2 separate regions of the Gossypium arboreum genome follow, and region 1 is linked to region 2. The links are chromatin contacts, called in public Hi-C maps. All regions are on one chromosome and are shown on one strand. The core of a region is the stretch at or near the end of the contact, and the rest is flanking DNA. Distances in the headings are between cores, read along the strand shown. Region 1 holds the start of LOC108472491 (60S ribosomal protein L39-3-like). Region 2 overlaps LOC108473865 (dicer-like protein 4).

The links. A called contact is a pair of places that touch in the nucleus more often than the background predicts.
Region 1: a Hi-C map of leaf shows a contact between it and region 2, with 3 times the contacts expected there. The contact joins the promoter of LOC108472491 here to the enhancer-like site in region 2. A contact is called at or near these places in 2 of 5 Hi-C or Micro-C datasets (both in leaf).

Annotation. Positions count from the first base shown.
Region 1 is chr5:3,338,041-3,341,192 of ASM2569848v2, forward strand. It overlaps LOC108472491 (60S ribosomal protein L39-3-like), which reads right to left and starts at 1,286. Exons shown (of 3, transcript XM_017774028.2): 1 at 1,137-1,286; 2 at 849-952; 3 at 498-723. The coding sequence starts at 1,139. The coding sequence ends at 675. It overlaps LOC108470891, which reads left to right and starts at 2,255. Exons shown (of 10, transcript XM_017772401.2): 1 at 2,255-2,647. The coding sequence starts at 2,572.
Region 2 is chr5:3,293,078-3,296,239 of ASM2569848v2, forward strand. LOC108473865 (dicer-like protein 4) reads left to right here. Exons shown (of 25, transcript XM_017775661.2): 23 at 1-70; 24 at 143-257; 25 at 398-919. The coding sequence ends at 548. Among protein-coding and RNA genes, the nearest start is that of LOC108471497, 6.6 kb to the right of the region's middle. Within about 2 kb of position 1,809, at least 2 of the 2 cell types and tissues checked have an H3K27ac peak or open chromatin away from gene starts, as enhancers often do. A contact at or near this core is called in leaf, where this site is marked.

The sequences.
Region 1 (3,152 bases), core at 36-2,535, 44 kb after region 2:
CCACATCATGAGACAAAAACCAAAATTATCCTGTTTTGGTACCCACGAATCCCTCAAGGTTTTATTACCTTCATATTCGCTTACAAATCCTCAAACTCCCCAAGAGAGCTGTGGGCGCCAAAAAGGACAATTTTGGTTTGCATCTCACAACACAGCTCAGTAGGCTGGGTCAGGTCATTACAAGTTTACCCTATATATTGTCTCTAATAGTTAATCTTACCACCAACAGATTTTTTAGCTAGCATGTGATATGATCAACATTGCCCTCCAGAACTCAATACAACAAGGCATGCCACTCAAAATTCTGCCTTAAAGAAAAACCATATTACCTAACCATTTCAAGAGCATTAGTTCATAATACCACAATGGTTCAGTTAAAATAAAGTAAAAATTTTGATAAAGCCACCCTCAAGCATATAGCAATCATGCAGGTGAGAATTGTTTAACATATAAGGTAAATTAAAGCAATTACCAAAGGAAAATTCAACACCATGCACTCAAATTAAGATGAGATAATATAAAATCAAACTAAAACGAAGAAACTAACAATCTCATCAAAATCTCTAATACAAAGATTCTCGATGGTTCCCAATATTAAATCCCAAATAAAATAATTCCGAAAATAAACTTAGAAAACTTAAAGAAAATACTGGAAACAAATAAGCCCATCGAACTTAGAACCCTAGCTTGGTACGGCGCCAGTGCCTACGCTTAGCATTGTACCTTCAATCAAAGAACAAAAATTTGAAAAAAAAAAATCAATAAATAATCTGAATAAACCTTAAAAGTGAGACAAAAACATAAACTTGTAAGCATGTTTGAGCAAAAAAAATGAAGCAAATATAGACCTAATGGTGTTGTCGGTGCGCATTCGGATCCAGTAAGGAATGGGCCTGTTTTGCCTCATCTTCTTGGCCAGCTTCTTCTTGATCATGAAGGTCTTGTGCGAAGGCTGTCAAATTAAACCTTTCAAAATTAAGACTCAACTGTTCTTTGCACATACATATATTTTTATAACCAAACATTTTTGCAAGGGGAAAATGAAAGCAAGAACCACAGCAATTAAAGCTTAAAAATGAATAGCACAACTATTTTCTAACGTAAGGAAGAAAGGAAGGTAGGGGGAGCGCGATTACCATTTTCGGCACTTCAGCTGTTGAGAGGGATGCGGCACTAAGGTTCTCAAGCTGCTGGGTGAAGCTTTTAAAACAGGAAGCGTGAAAAACCTACCAAATTTGCACTGAATCTGGGATTTCTAGGGTTTACCTTGTTGGGCCATACGTGGACTATGACTTTGGGAATGTTGACTTTTTTTTTACTTTTGGACCAAATGATTCTGGGATTTGAGCTCCAGTGGATCACTTCTTTTCATCGTTTGGGCCTTCTCCAATTTTCATTTTTAGTTTTTCTTAATTTTGAATTTTATTTTCATCTTTTTATTAATTCAAGAAAATTTATATACGTATTCATTTAATAACTCTTTTAAAAATATACATTATTTTTATTTGAGACCTAGTTGTGGAATAAAATTATACACTAATTTAAAGGCTGAAGATCAATGGTAGATTAAAAATTAAAAAAATCAATTTTCGTTGTTAAGGGTAGAGTAATTTAAAGGCTGAGTTACTCATTTAATTCAATGTTTAATAATTTAAAAGTAATTATTTGAAAAATATTAATTTAAATTGAAAATTTAGGTGCAGAAAAATTAATTATTAAATTTTTACTTATTAAATTTTATATGTTTTGAATTTTTATTGAAAATTTGTTTGGTAAATTAATAAATATATGTATTGAATATAGTTGTTTGATAAAAGTAAATATTATTTTTTTAAAATTAATTATTATTTAATTTTAATCTTATTAATATGATATTTTGTATTATTTTTTCTACAGTTTTGGACGAAAGATAAATATATTTATTTGAATATTTTATTTTTATAAAGGGATAATTTATCTTTTTAATGAAATAAAATTAAATATTTATTAATGTAGAAAATATGATTCTTCACTCTCAATTATAAAAGAAAAATTGAACATGACTTATTGCATGTAGCAAAACTCGCGTGGCGTACAAAAGTCCGCGTCACATTTTCATGTATTCTGTGTTATTTTTTATTTTTTATAAAATTTAAATTATTTATTTATGTATATTTTTTAATTAGATAGTTATATCTATAAAATAATTTATCACTCCATTAAATATACAGCCTAATTAGTATTTAATAAAAAACATTCTAATTACAAATAGTAATTTCCTTTCTCCGAAGTTCAAAAACTTAACCTCCACTCGCAGCGGATAGTCGCGTGGCGCATGCAAAAGTCTCTCTATTTCGATCTTAACTACTACTTATTAATATCTTTCTATCTCAAAAGCTACTCCAATTATATCTCTATCTCTATCTTGTGTTAGTCTGTTGTGTTAGTACAGTCTCGCTGCCTCTCTCTAAATATCATTGGATCTAGGGTTCTGGGTTTCTTTTTCCGCTTCAGTCAATTGGTCATTGGCCATCAAATCGAGTGGGTGTGGTTGTTCCATCATTGGCTTCAGTCCGATCTCTTTTGTCACCAATGCCTCCTCGCGCATCTAAGCGAAAATCTGCCCCACCCAATTCCTCATCCGTCACATCATCCGACGGTCGTTCTGGTACATCCCTCTCCTTTTCTTATTTTATTTTTTCCCTTAAAAAAAGTGATTTTTATGTGTTTTATTGTTTGGTAACCGAGAAAGCGCGGGAAAAAGATCAATGAAAGTAAAAGAATTTAAGCGAAAATCGTACAATACCCGATTATTTCTTAACAGTAGTCATTGTTATTTACTCTCTTTTATTTTATTTTGGTTTGTCGGTGTGTGAATGACGACTGCTCCACTCAGATTAGCTTCTCAGAAACCGTGGGAAAAGAGAATACGTTAAATTGATGAATTGTGCATTAACTATTTTTTAATCATCTTCTGTTAAATCTTATCCTTTTTTAGGCTAGGAAGCTTCTTAGGATACAGTCTAAATCAATCGATGGCAATATAAATCTGATTCGTTCTTTGATTGAATTATTGAACATATCTCCTGGGATTTATCAATATTATAATTAATATTACAGGTCCTTTTTCACAGCAATACTCAAGTTAGGGAAAAATAGCATATGAGGGAGAT
Region 2 (3,162 bases), core at 559-3,058:
GAACCCAAAGGCACACCCCCCAATTGCTCCATTGTGGATCCTAGTTGTGGGATTGACTCGCCATCCAAAGGTAATTGATTCTTACACTTTTTGTGACTAGTCAGTGTGGAGCAATTATCTTATTTGTCTCTTAATTTCTCAGGTGAATCACATAGTCGTACTGCTAGATCACAGTTATACGAAATCTGTACTATCAATTGCTGGAAACCCCCTTTGTTTGAATGTTGCAAAGAGGAAGGACCAAGTCATTTGAGATCGTAAGTACACGATGCATATATACTAGAAAAGACAGCTGAAAAGTCTTCATTAGGACAGTTCGAAAAATCGGAACTTCAAACTACTTCCCTCTTACTTGAATAATTTTACTCAAATCCTATATATTCAAAATCTTTTGCAGATTCACTTACAGGGTAATAGTTGAAATCGAAGAAGCTCCAGATATGATATTGGAGTGCTTCAGCAGTCCTCGGACCACAAAGAAGGCAGCAGCCGAGCATGCAGCGGAAGGTGCGCTCTGGTATTTAAAACATGAAGGATACTTACAATAAGTCAACTTAACCGACTGAACCTCATTGCTAGACATAATGGAGATCAAGGTTTGAATTTAGTCATTTTGCTACCTCAGTTCAATGGCTCTAATCTCTCTCTTCATCCCCTATTTAATGAACTTAAAACCTGCATTTTCTCTAAAAATCGAATAAAGATGATTTAACAACAAAATTAAAATTTTGCTTCGAACTTGTTAACGTGGCATTTTTGGTATGTCCATGTATCCAACAGGGAACCCAATTTAATTCAATCCATGTATCTGGTGCTGTGTCATGAAAGTGTAAAGATTAAATTTATTAAGCTCGAGATAGAGGATTAAAGCTATTCAATTGAGACAATAAGATGATCGAATTTAGATTTCAAACTCAAATATGTTTGATGATGTCTATATTGATGGCTGTTAACTAAACTCGAACAATATCAAAATTTGATGTTGTCTTTTTTTCTTTTTCCTTTTCTTGGGCGTTTGTTAACTAAAACAAACTCGGACAAAGAAATTTGGATAATATGCATTTTAAGACACGTGGACAAAACTTGTTTGGTTTATTAGACAAAACTTCGATAATCTAAAAGTTAAAATTTTAATGTATCGATTTCAATCACACATCTACAAATTAAAAAAAAAAAAAGAAACATTATACAATCTAATATAAAAATATATTTTGATGCAAAATTATCAGCTTCGCCAGTGTCGTTCTCAATGGTGGCATCTCAAATCTAACATGATTCTAACATAGAATGATAACTGCTGATATGGGAAAAAATTAATTTAATAAAAATCACATTGAAAATGAATATTACTTGAGTAAAAAATAAAGACGAAAATAATCTCATTTTAAGAATGAGCTAATATCGAGGAGAAATAAGAACAAAGAGAAACATTTCGGCCATGCAATTCTTTGATGGGCACCATCTAATTTTATTCAGCGAACCGGTTAATCCAGATCCAATCTTTAGTCACGCGAGTTTTTCGCACGTGTGAGCCATTTCCCCGCCAAAACTCCATCACCTTCCCGCCGAAAGAGCCCAAATGATAATTAAACATCAAGGAAAAGGAAACGTCTCAGAAGGAGCGATTTCGCTTCTTCATTTCAGAGAGAGTGAAAATAAAAGATAATCGTAGTAGAAAAAAATGTCGGGATGGGACGAAGGAGGGGTGTACTACAGCAACCAGGCGCAGTTCACAGATGCCTCCTCGGAAGCGGAAGTGCCACCGCATCGGCCACTTCGAGTCGCCATTCCGTGCTCCCTAAATTCAAGGAGTTCATCAGAAACTTCGAGAAGGAGAAGAACGTGTTCCCTCACAGAGAAAGCCTCGTGGATAACCCTAAATTCCTAGTGGTCAATCTTGAAGACCTTCTCTCCTTCTATTCCGATCTCCCTTCCCTCCTTCGATCCTCTCCCTCCGACTATCTGCCTCTGGTAAAACACTCTTGCAAGTATTAATATCAATTCTATCAAAACATATTCTATTGCTTATTATTTTTAGTTATTAATAACCGTTTTAGTTTGAGCATGGTATTAAATTGCGAGCTGCAATATAGTGTAACGGCACCATTGTAACAGTTTTAAAGGTCTCCACGACTCAATATTGGCGCAAGGCAATAAGGGAATCGCATAACGACTTTTGCAGTTTGAAGCTGTTACTAACACCGTAATAAATTTTCAAATTATCCGAAATATAAAATCACATAGAAAAATCACTCAAATATTTTTAGACTTAGCAAAAAAGAAAAAATAATCTTAAATAATAATAAATATTTAACTTATGAAACATTCTTATTTGATCCTTGGAATATTATAAAAATGGTTTGATCATTGGAATATTTAACAAACTTCTAACATTATACTTACATTAAATCAACAAATTGCATGCCTATTATCACCTTTTTTTTAGCAGTGATTATCAGGTAAAGCTTTATTCTTAATGCAGATTATCCATCTCACTTTCAACAAAATTCAAGTTACGGACTTATTGGTTACCATTTACTATACCACATTTTTTTTATGAATGATACATCTTATGGTGCACACAATGTGATGCCTTTTTCACATGGAGTGAGAAGCGATCAAAACCAAGGCAGTGATGAAAACTTTTTCACAGAATTGTAAGAAATGAAGTTTTTATATTTGTATTTATGTATTTTTTAAATTATGTAAAATAAACTTTTTCGTGTTAGAATATGAGAATATTATATTCTTTTTCTAATGAGACTATTTATATTTTACTCATTAAAATTATGGTTGTTATTATCATTCAGTTAATATGATAATATTTGTATAATCCATATTTATTTTTAATGAATTTTTATCTATAAAATTATATTTTAGTTTTAAAATAAAACATATAAAAGAGTATATTAATATTAGAATACTAAAATATAGTTACAAAATATGTAAATATAATATTTTACAAGAGTCCGCATCATCTCAAATCAAGAATAATAATCGCAATCGCGATAGACATTGCAACCGCAATTTAGTACTATGAGTTTGAGATTGCGGCTGTAGAGGTTTTAGCGGGTTTGAAGATGAAAGTAGCGAGACATTCGGGTGAAATGGTGGAGCCGCAGACGGGCGAGGTTTAGATTTTACTTACATCAAAGGAATATC